3 separate regions of the Triticum aestivum genome follow, and all the other regions are linked to region 2. Evidence: chromatin contacts called from public Hi-C and HiCAR-type data. All regions are on one chromosome and are shown on one strand. Each heading gives the region's core, a stretch centred on a gene start, on an enhancer-like site or on the middle of the called end of the contact. The rest is flanking DNA. Distances are from core to core; before and after follow the strand shown.

What was found. A called contact is a pair of places that touch in the nucleus more often than the background predicts. HiCAR-type assays count read pairs that join an accessible place to other places.
Region 1: a HiCAR-type map of leaf shows a contact between it and region 2, with 5 times the contacts expected there. The contact joins the promoter of LOC123046953 here to the promoter of LOC123046940 in region 2. A contact is called at or near these places in 2 of 5 Hi-C or Micro-C datasets (leaf and root) and 1 of 1 datasets of contacts at active chromatin or transcription factors (leaf).
Region 3: a contact with region 2 is called in a Hi-C map of leaf, with 7 times the contacts expected there. The contact joins the promoter of LOC123046963 here to the promoter of LOC123046940 in region 2. A contact is called at or near these places in 2 of 5 Hi-C or Micro-C datasets (both in leaf).

Annotation. Positions count from the first base shown.
Region 1 is chr1A:299,780,661-299,783,524 of IWGSC CS RefSeq v2.1, forward strand. LOC123046953 (acyl-carrier-protein phosphodiesterase PptH) reads left to right here and starts at 1,310. Exons shown (of 6, transcript XM_044470416.1): 1 at 1,310-1,879. The coding sequence starts at 1,427.
Region 2 is chr1A:299,621,855-299,624,554 of IWGSC CS RefSeq v2.1, forward strand. It overlaps LOC123046940 (alpha-galactosidase), which reads right to left and starts at 1,406. Exons shown (of 14, transcript XM_044470405.1): 1 at 1,166-1,406; 2 at 1,020-1,081; 3 at 832-888; 4 at 631-665; 5 at 434-537; 6 at 283-358; 7 at 75-199. The coding sequence starts at 1,323.
Region 3 is chr1A:299,854,154-299,856,853 of IWGSC CS RefSeq v2.1, forward strand. It overlaps LOC123046963, which reads left to right and starts at 1,433. Exons shown (of 10, transcript XM_044470434.1): 1 at 1,433-1,593; 2 at 1,665-1,756; 3 at 1,839-1,942. It overlaps LOC123120564 (aquaporin TIP3-1), which reads right to left and starts at 165. Exons shown (of 3, transcript XM_044540595.1): 1 at 1-165. The coding sequence starts at 12.

The DNA of each region.
Region 1 (2,864 bases), core at 60-2,559, 160 kb after region 2:
CTTGTTTGAGGGCCTGAAATGACGCCTCTGCTGTTGGAGTCCACACAAACACGGAATTCTTTTTTAGCAGGTCATTGAGTAGTGGTCGGCTGATAGATCCAAATTTTTTGACAAATTTTCTGTAATAGCCTGACAGTCCCAAGAAACCCCGCAGCTCCTTGATATTGGCGGGTTGTTTCCAGTTCTGAACCGTCTGCACATGCTCTGTCATAGTGGCAACCAATTCATTGTCTCTCGGGAGTTGTAGCACCTGACACAGCAGCTGTATGTGCCTCTTTCCCCTTTTAGATCCAGGCACGTTACAAGCTGCCACCGCAACTTTGAGCTAGTCAAGGACCATTGAGTGCAATGGGACCCGGACGGCTCTTGGTGGTCTCGGCTTGGGGTCAAGCCGGATTCCAAGGAGGGAGGGATGTTAGGAGCCCTCCTAACCTGTACATGTGCATGGGGCTTGCCGTTGGGCCAACCCACGGACTTGGCCTATCTGCGACCCACCTCTGCGGCTACAAGTACGAGGGAGATGATAGGGGCAGGCATCCAGTGGATCAATTGGCAAGGCACCTGACGGCTACCTTCTTCCCCTTCCTCTATCCTTCCTCTACCTTCCCTTCCTCATGTAATTCAATTCGTCTCTAATCGAAACTTGTGCCCAGTAGTTCATAAGAGAGATATCCCGTACCTTACATAGGGTGTTGGGCGGGATTTGGTTTTACATACCGTTTTAATTGGATTTATGGGATGATTTCCCACGCAAAATTCGTGTGCGACAAACACGTTCATGTTGGAATTTGCAAAATGAATTCTATAAATTCCGAGCCAAATGATTGGTGCCAAACAAGCTGTTAGAGATTTGATGAAACTCATGGCTTTGTGTCTCATGTCGCACGAGGGTAGGCTTGGCCCCTGTTTATGATTCTGGCCTTGGCCGACCGCCGTGGCCGACCTCGTTCTAGAAGAGGTCTGTAGACAAGCGTGTGGCCGTGTGGGCACACATGGATTAGCAATCCACGAGGCCTAAACAAACCAATCCGCGCCCTCCATCGCACGCTGTTACGTGCGAAACTCCGCCACTAACCCGGAGTTTAGCGGTCGCACAGGGCCAACCGCGACAATGATGAACCCACTGCATTAATCATTACTATACTCTACGCGCCTAATGACCAGCATAAACTATCCCGGATGCCGCTGCCACGTCGGCGGCGCACCACCCACCAACCCGGGCCTCGCCTCGCCGCCGCTGTATATAACGGGCCCACAGGCCGTGGAGCCGGGTATCCCGTCGCCGGATCGGAATCACCGAACTGCCACCCCACCGCCACCCACCCCGTCCCCGGAGCGAAAAGGCAGGCAGGGGGAAAACGGGATTTTTTGCCGCAAGCGAGGCGAGCGCCAGAGCGAGCGAGAGAGCTTTTTCCTCCCCCCCGACATGACACCGCATCTGCCCGTGTCGCCCCACCCCGCCCACCACCTGCTCGACGCGCTGCCCCCGTCGCCGCACCACCGCCGCCTCCGCAGGCGCCGCCGCTTCTGCCCGCCGCGCCCCAGGGCATCATCCTCCCCCTCCTCCCTCCGCTGCCGCGCTGCCGCCGCCGCCGCGCCGCAGCCGGCGGCGGCGGCGGCAGCGAGGACGAGGGTGTTCGTCGTGTCGGACCTGCACACCGACTACCCGGAGAACATGGAGTGGGTGCGCCGGCTCGCGGTGCGGGCGGGGCCGCCGGGCGCCGGGGAGGGCTTCGACGCGCTCGTCGTCGCCGGGGACGTGGCGGAGACCAGGGACAACTTCGCGCGCACCATGGAGGCCCTCAGGGCGCGCTTCGACGCCGTCTTCTACGTGCCCGGCAACCACGACCTCTGGCTGCGCCGCGAGGGTGGCCGCTACGTGAGTGGATTCCGCCTTCCCTCCTCCCCCTCCCCCGTCCCTTTTCCCTCTGTTTGACTATCGGCATTCCTTGTGCCGCAAGCATGGTGTTTGACGAAATGCGTTGGCCTGGTGCTTCCGCTGCATTCCTAGTCTTTTAGTCTGTCCTCTCTGAAACCTGAAACGCCCGCCTGCTTCCTGCCCGCCATTGTCCAGTAAATACGTTGCTTAATGATCCTAGTTTTAGATGCAGTGCGAAGTTTGCTGATGAGGTTTGATGTTGATACTGGTTTTAAGCAGGCTTGTGTAGTTGAGCTGCATTTCAGTTGTGAACCTAGTCATATGGTGATCCTATTGGACTATTGGTTCTTGTTTCCTGACTGAAACGGTTATGATGACGCATACCTCTGCATCATTTCAGTTGTGAACCTAGTAGGAGTAATACACTGATGTTATTGGGCGTTGCCACTCGGAGTTGTTTTTCTCCAACACGCGTCTAAATGTGCATCATTGTGTCAGAAGAACATGAAAGAAGGCGTGAAATACAAACCAACAACGGTGGAGGATGACCAAACTGAAAAACACAGCAAAAATAGAACACCAAGACTGTAAGTAACAAAGCTACTCTAGCCTAGCCAAGAATCCAAAACCGACTAAAAAGCCTATGCTGTGTTGCTGCCTAAGCCGGTCAGGATGCGCCCTGTCCTGTCCGAGATTCAGAGCTCTGCATCATTGCGGGTGGCTTCTAAGAATTAACCTCGAGAGACAACTGTTCCCGAGCTTCGAGAGACACCAAGTCATTAAGATGATCAGCGACCTGATGGTCTTCATCTTGTTGCCTGTGCGCCCAGCAGCAGTATCATCGGAAGATCGAACCCCTTTAAAACATCATACCAGACTTGCCAAGAGAAGGAACAGCCGGAGCAAATGTGAGATCAATGCATCCTCTTGTTTTCTCAGCGGACATGCATCTGGATTGTCATTATGCGGGAGTGTTTGAATAGCT
Region 2 (2,700 bases), core at 156-2,655:
AATGAGGAACTCGTCAAGAATACACAACTCGAATCAGCTACGCACTGTGCATATACACAACACGGTGGTGTTACCATTCGCAGAGGTTGAAGAAGATGGGTCGGCCGGCCTGCATCAGAGCCTTGCTCATGTCAGGGTACCTCTGCAGCGGCTTCGTGTCGCCGTTGTTGCAGTTGTCGTACTTGAGGTAGTCGACTCCCTGAAACCAGCAAGCAAATCCCATGGATGGAGTGAACAAAAACACATCAGAGATATGCACAAGTTTTGGAATCAATCGCTCACCCAGGAGGCAAAGGTCTTGGCGTCCTGCTCCTCGTGGCCGAGGGACCCAGGCTGAGCCTTGGCGCATGTCTTGTATCTTCACACAAAATTAAGATCAGAGAAGGGTAAATTACCGTCACAGCTTACTACGACGACAGTCACGGTAAATTACCCAGCATCGGAGTAGATGCCGAGCTTGAGCCCCTTGCTGTGGACGTAGTCTGCGAGTGCCTTTATCCCGTGCGGGAACGTCTTCTTGTTCGCCGCAAGATTGCCCTGCAGCAGCATAAACATGTGTGACAGATGATCATGTGCAGTCCAGAAGAGTGTTCAGACACTGGACACCGGGAGGGCAGATTTTGTACAAACCTTCGCATCACGTTCGGGTTCTGCCCAGCAATCATCTGCAGAGAAAAAAAAATCACACACACGAAGTTGGCTCAATCCACTTTGTCCACTTGTAATTAATCAATCGATTTCATCACGTAAAATATTTCGTCCAACACAAACAGGGAAGCACACACAGACAAAAAAAAAGCGAGGGCGTATGAGAGAGTGGCAGCAACGCACCAAGATTGACGTATTTGTAGCCGGCAGCGGCGAGCCCGGTGGACACAAGCGCATCGGCTGCTCAAGTAGACATACATAGTACAAGAGAATAAAATAGTAAAAGAGTTTTTACCCCATGGGACAGTTCAACAGTATACTACTACTACTTTGTAAATAAGAAGCAAAGGGACTACGAGGTCAGCTGGTACCGGTCTCCCTGATGACAACCTCGCCGTTGCCGTCGCAGGCGAAGTGATTCCAGCTATTCCACCTGCCGAAGAGAGATAGAAAAGGGGATTCGATTTGATCAAGGATTATGCTAAGTTGCACCGCAGTTAAGCAGCGGCGAGCTTACCCCATGGGCGGCGTCGCGCCGAGGCCATTGGCCAGCATGCTCCGCCGGTGCGCCTCTCCCACGTGCACCACCCTGCACTCGCCCACGGCGGCGGCGGCGGCGCAGGCCAGCAGCAGCGCCGGTAGCCTGGTCCATGGCCGGCCACGATAACCTTCCATTGATCTCTCGCCGAGTCTCCCCCCGCCTGTTGACCTGGACGTAGCCGCCGATATACGTGTCTGGCCAGGAACAACGGGGCGGGAGGAATATTGTAGACCATTCTGGTGGAGCTCGTGTTTATATAACCACACTCCGGGTCAGTTATGAAGTCTATCTTAGATCAAAATTAGGGCGCTGCCCGGTTCACAAACCACAGAGTATTTAACAAAAACTACCACATTTCACCGAAACGTGACAGAAAACAATCACTTTATAATTTTGTGCGGAAAATTATCATTTTTGTCCTAATCCGTGGCAAAAAACTACCAAGTCTCGAAATCGGTCGCTTCACCCGCGCTAAGCACCAAACTAACCAGTCGGTCCCATATTTCAGGCGCCACGGTGGCCAACCATGCCCGCCGCACGTTAACGGTGCGTCCGCGGTCGGAAACGGCGTCGTCAGAGGATCAACATCAAATGGCCGGTCTCATATTTTGGTGCATTGAACGCAAACCGACAACCGCCGTTTCCGACCGTGGACGCGCCGTTAACACGCGGCGGACATCGGTTGGCCACCGTGGCACCTGAAACATGGAACCAGCTGGTCAGTTTGGTGCTTAGCACGGGCGAAGCGACCGGTTTCGAGACTTGGTAGGTTTTTTGCCACGGATTAGGACAAAAGTAATAGTTTTCCGCACAAAATCGGAAAGTGTTAGTTTTATGTCATGTTCCCGTGAAATGTGGTAGTTTTTGGTTAAATATTCCAAAGCATATGATTTCAATTCCAATGAATGGGCCCGGCACGCATTTCAAAATTATATTTTGGACCAAAAGTTAGATTGACCATATGTGAATTATATATAACAATGTACTGCTCGTTGAATCCATATTATAAAAGAAAATCAATGATATAATTTATAAATCACAGAAACACATTATTAGTACATTTGTGGTTTGATTTTAAATTGCATGCGTGTTTTCCTCCATTCACGAATAGGTGTATTTCTAAATTTTGTCCCAAGTCAAACTTTTATAAATTTCACCTTTATAGAAAAAAATAGCAGCATTTATGGCACTAAATTTGTATCAATATATCCGTTTTGAAATGTACTTTCATACTATAGCAATTTGATGTCATATATGTTACCAGTTTTTTCTATAAAGTTGGTCAAAATTTTAAAACTTTGACTTGAGACAAAATCTAGAAGTACACTTATTCACGGACGGAGGGAGTGTGAAGTTCTAGCAAAGAGTTAACGGCGTCTACACCCGGCACCTCAAATCCTCCTCGAACGCCGGTCACGAATTTTCGATTCAGTCGGGCGCCTCAAACGCCCGTACTGACCGCCCCCCCCCCCCCTTATATCCAATTCAAATATGGGACAGATATGGGGCGT
Region 3 (2,700 bases), core at 183-2,682, 230 kb after region 2:
CGCCGTGCTCATCTTCACTGACCGACGTACGTACGTACCAAAGCAAGCAAGCAAGCAAGCCGCTCTTCTCTGCTAAACTCAACTCGTCTTTCTTGCCGACGATACGAGGATGTGACCAAGTGTGGCCGCACTGGCGTTAATACAAGTAGTAGCAGTGTGTGTGGGTTGTGAGGATGGCCGCCGCGTGCGCGCGTGGCTTATAACGTGGCCGCGGGTGGAGCCGCCGCCGCTACACGTGTGCGGGAGGACGCCCCAGAGCGGTGGCACGTCTCGCGTCTGGTCAGGAGGCTCGGTTGCCCGTGCATGCCAAGCCCGGCGTGTGCGGCGCGCACCCACCGCGCGCGACCATATGTAGTAGTACGTGTAGTGTGTGTGACCCGCGGCGGCTTCGCTCGGCGTGTTGATCTTATCCGGTGGCCAGGCTCCTCGCACCACCTGCCAGGTCATGGACATGCATGCAAGACACTGCGGCGCGGGTAGGTGCGGTGCTCTGCCTTGCCTTGCCTTACGCACGAAGTTTCGCGGGAGCAGAGCACCTATAGCTCAGCTGGCTGAAATTTTTGTCTGCACCAGTCAATTTTACTCTGGAACGTCTGATTCACATCCAACGTAGGCCGTTGACCCAAGTTGAGTTTCACCCGATTTCAACACACAGCCCGATCAAAGCCCAGCAGCAGAATAGAAGTGCTACTATCTAAACCCAACCGATCAAAGCCCAGCAAACAACTGCATGGCTGCTCCAGCGAGGTACTACTAATCATCGCCATATGTCATCAACGAGCGCATGCTGTCTTTGTGGTGTAGAGGACACGTGGAGGCACGCAATGCTTAATTGTTCAGCAGCAAGAAGTATTTGGGCACTGTCTACAGATGCAATTACTGAACAGTTGAGTACAAACGTTGATGATGATGCAAAACGTTGGTTGTTTGCTACGCATGATTCGCGTGCACATGACGAGTTCATCACCTTTGTAATGACTCTTTGGGCAGCGTGGGGAGCGCAACGGAAAGCAATATACGAGGACATCTATCAAAGCCCATTCGCTGTCCATAGCTTTGTCCAACATCCCATAGTTAGATTCATGTCTAAACATGGGCTCTCTCAGAGCTCAGGGAGTTTGGACCGTCAGATCTCAGACTTGATGCGATTTTGGGCGTTCGATCTGCCCATGGGATCAGCTGGGCCGTTGGATAAAATTCACCTCCGAGCTGCTCTACGCCGCGCTGCTTTTCTCACGTTGCCCGTTCCGTCGCGTCTCTCTGTCGCGTGGGCTCGGTGCCTGGTGGGGCTCCCTGTCGGCGTCGTGTGTGCGGCTGGCCGCGGTGTGTGACTTCAGCGCTGGATCGTGCGGTGGCTCCGCCTGTGGTTTTGAGAGCCTGCCGAGGGCAGTTTGGGGATTTCCTTTGTCGGCCCTTCGCGTGTCAGATGCTGGTTGGCTCGGGCGTGGATGAGGTGAGCGAGGGGTGCGTCTATCTTCTTCCTGCTTCTCATTCGTCCCTTCCTCTCCGCTCCGTCCCTTTCTCTCCGCTGCGTCCCTTTTCGCCAGATCCGACGCCCTTCCGGCTTGTCGTTGCCTCGCCGCCGTGACAAAGGTTCGTCTCTTTCGCCCTTGTCCGCTTCTTGCTTTTCGTCGCGTCTGATTTGCCTGGTCGTTTGCTTGCAGTTGGGAGAAGGGGGTTGGCCGTCGTCTTGCGGTTGGGCCGGAGCAGCGGTGGGCTGGACGCCGCTTCCTGCTGTCTTCGAGCGATGGGAGAGGTGCTTTCCTGCTCTTACTTTCCCCTCGTTCAATTTGTTCTCCTGCGCTGCTGTTAACTCGTCGTGCCTGCTGCTGTTCTAGGGTTAGGGTCTGTCGTTTGCCGTTCGATTGGTGACTGTTGCGGGTTGGCAGCGCGCCGTGTAGCTGCGAGACAACTTCCTTGTTGATCTGCCGTCCTGCTGCAGGTGTGAGAGGAAATCTCATCTTTCCTTATCCGTAAATTGATTTTGTTTTCCTGTTTCTCCTTACCTCGTCTTTGTCTGTTGTTTGGGCTTTTTTGTGTGTGGGGTCTGCTTATTTTCAGTTATTCGCTGTTGTGGCAGGATGTTTACTGTCAGTTGTTCATACATCCACCTGTTAGATGTTGTTGCTTCCCGATGCCGTGTGCCATTTTATTCATACTTAAGAGAAATGATGGATGATGGAGACGTTCTTGGAGGAGTGGAGCTTGATGTTAATGTTCCTGGGAGTGATAGTCTCACTATCAGAAGATTTTTCTGGGCACAAGACAGGGTTGACTCTCTGTTTGCTTATGAGGGTGCTGCTTTCCAGGCAATTATATACTTGCAGCGTTTGTATGGGTTTGTCATTGTTGATTACAATTATACACCCATGACCACCTATCGAGACCTTGCTCGCTCAGCGGTTATTCTAGCTACATCGTCGGTTAGATCTACCATTCCAGTTGCTTCTGGTGATGGCTCCGTCGCTGTGGGTGACGTCGATGTTGTTGCGCAGCGGCGGATGCTACATGCTGGCTTGGTTTCTACCGCCTGTAGCTTTTAGGGGGTCTGTTTGTGTTGTGCTTGTTGCTCGTTTGTCGGGTTTTTTCCTTGGTTGATTATCATGTATCCGGAGTCTTGTGTGTGCTTATGATGAGATGTCAGTTGTAATGAGATATGGCTATTTACTGTTCTTACCTATGTACCTGGCGTTCATGCCG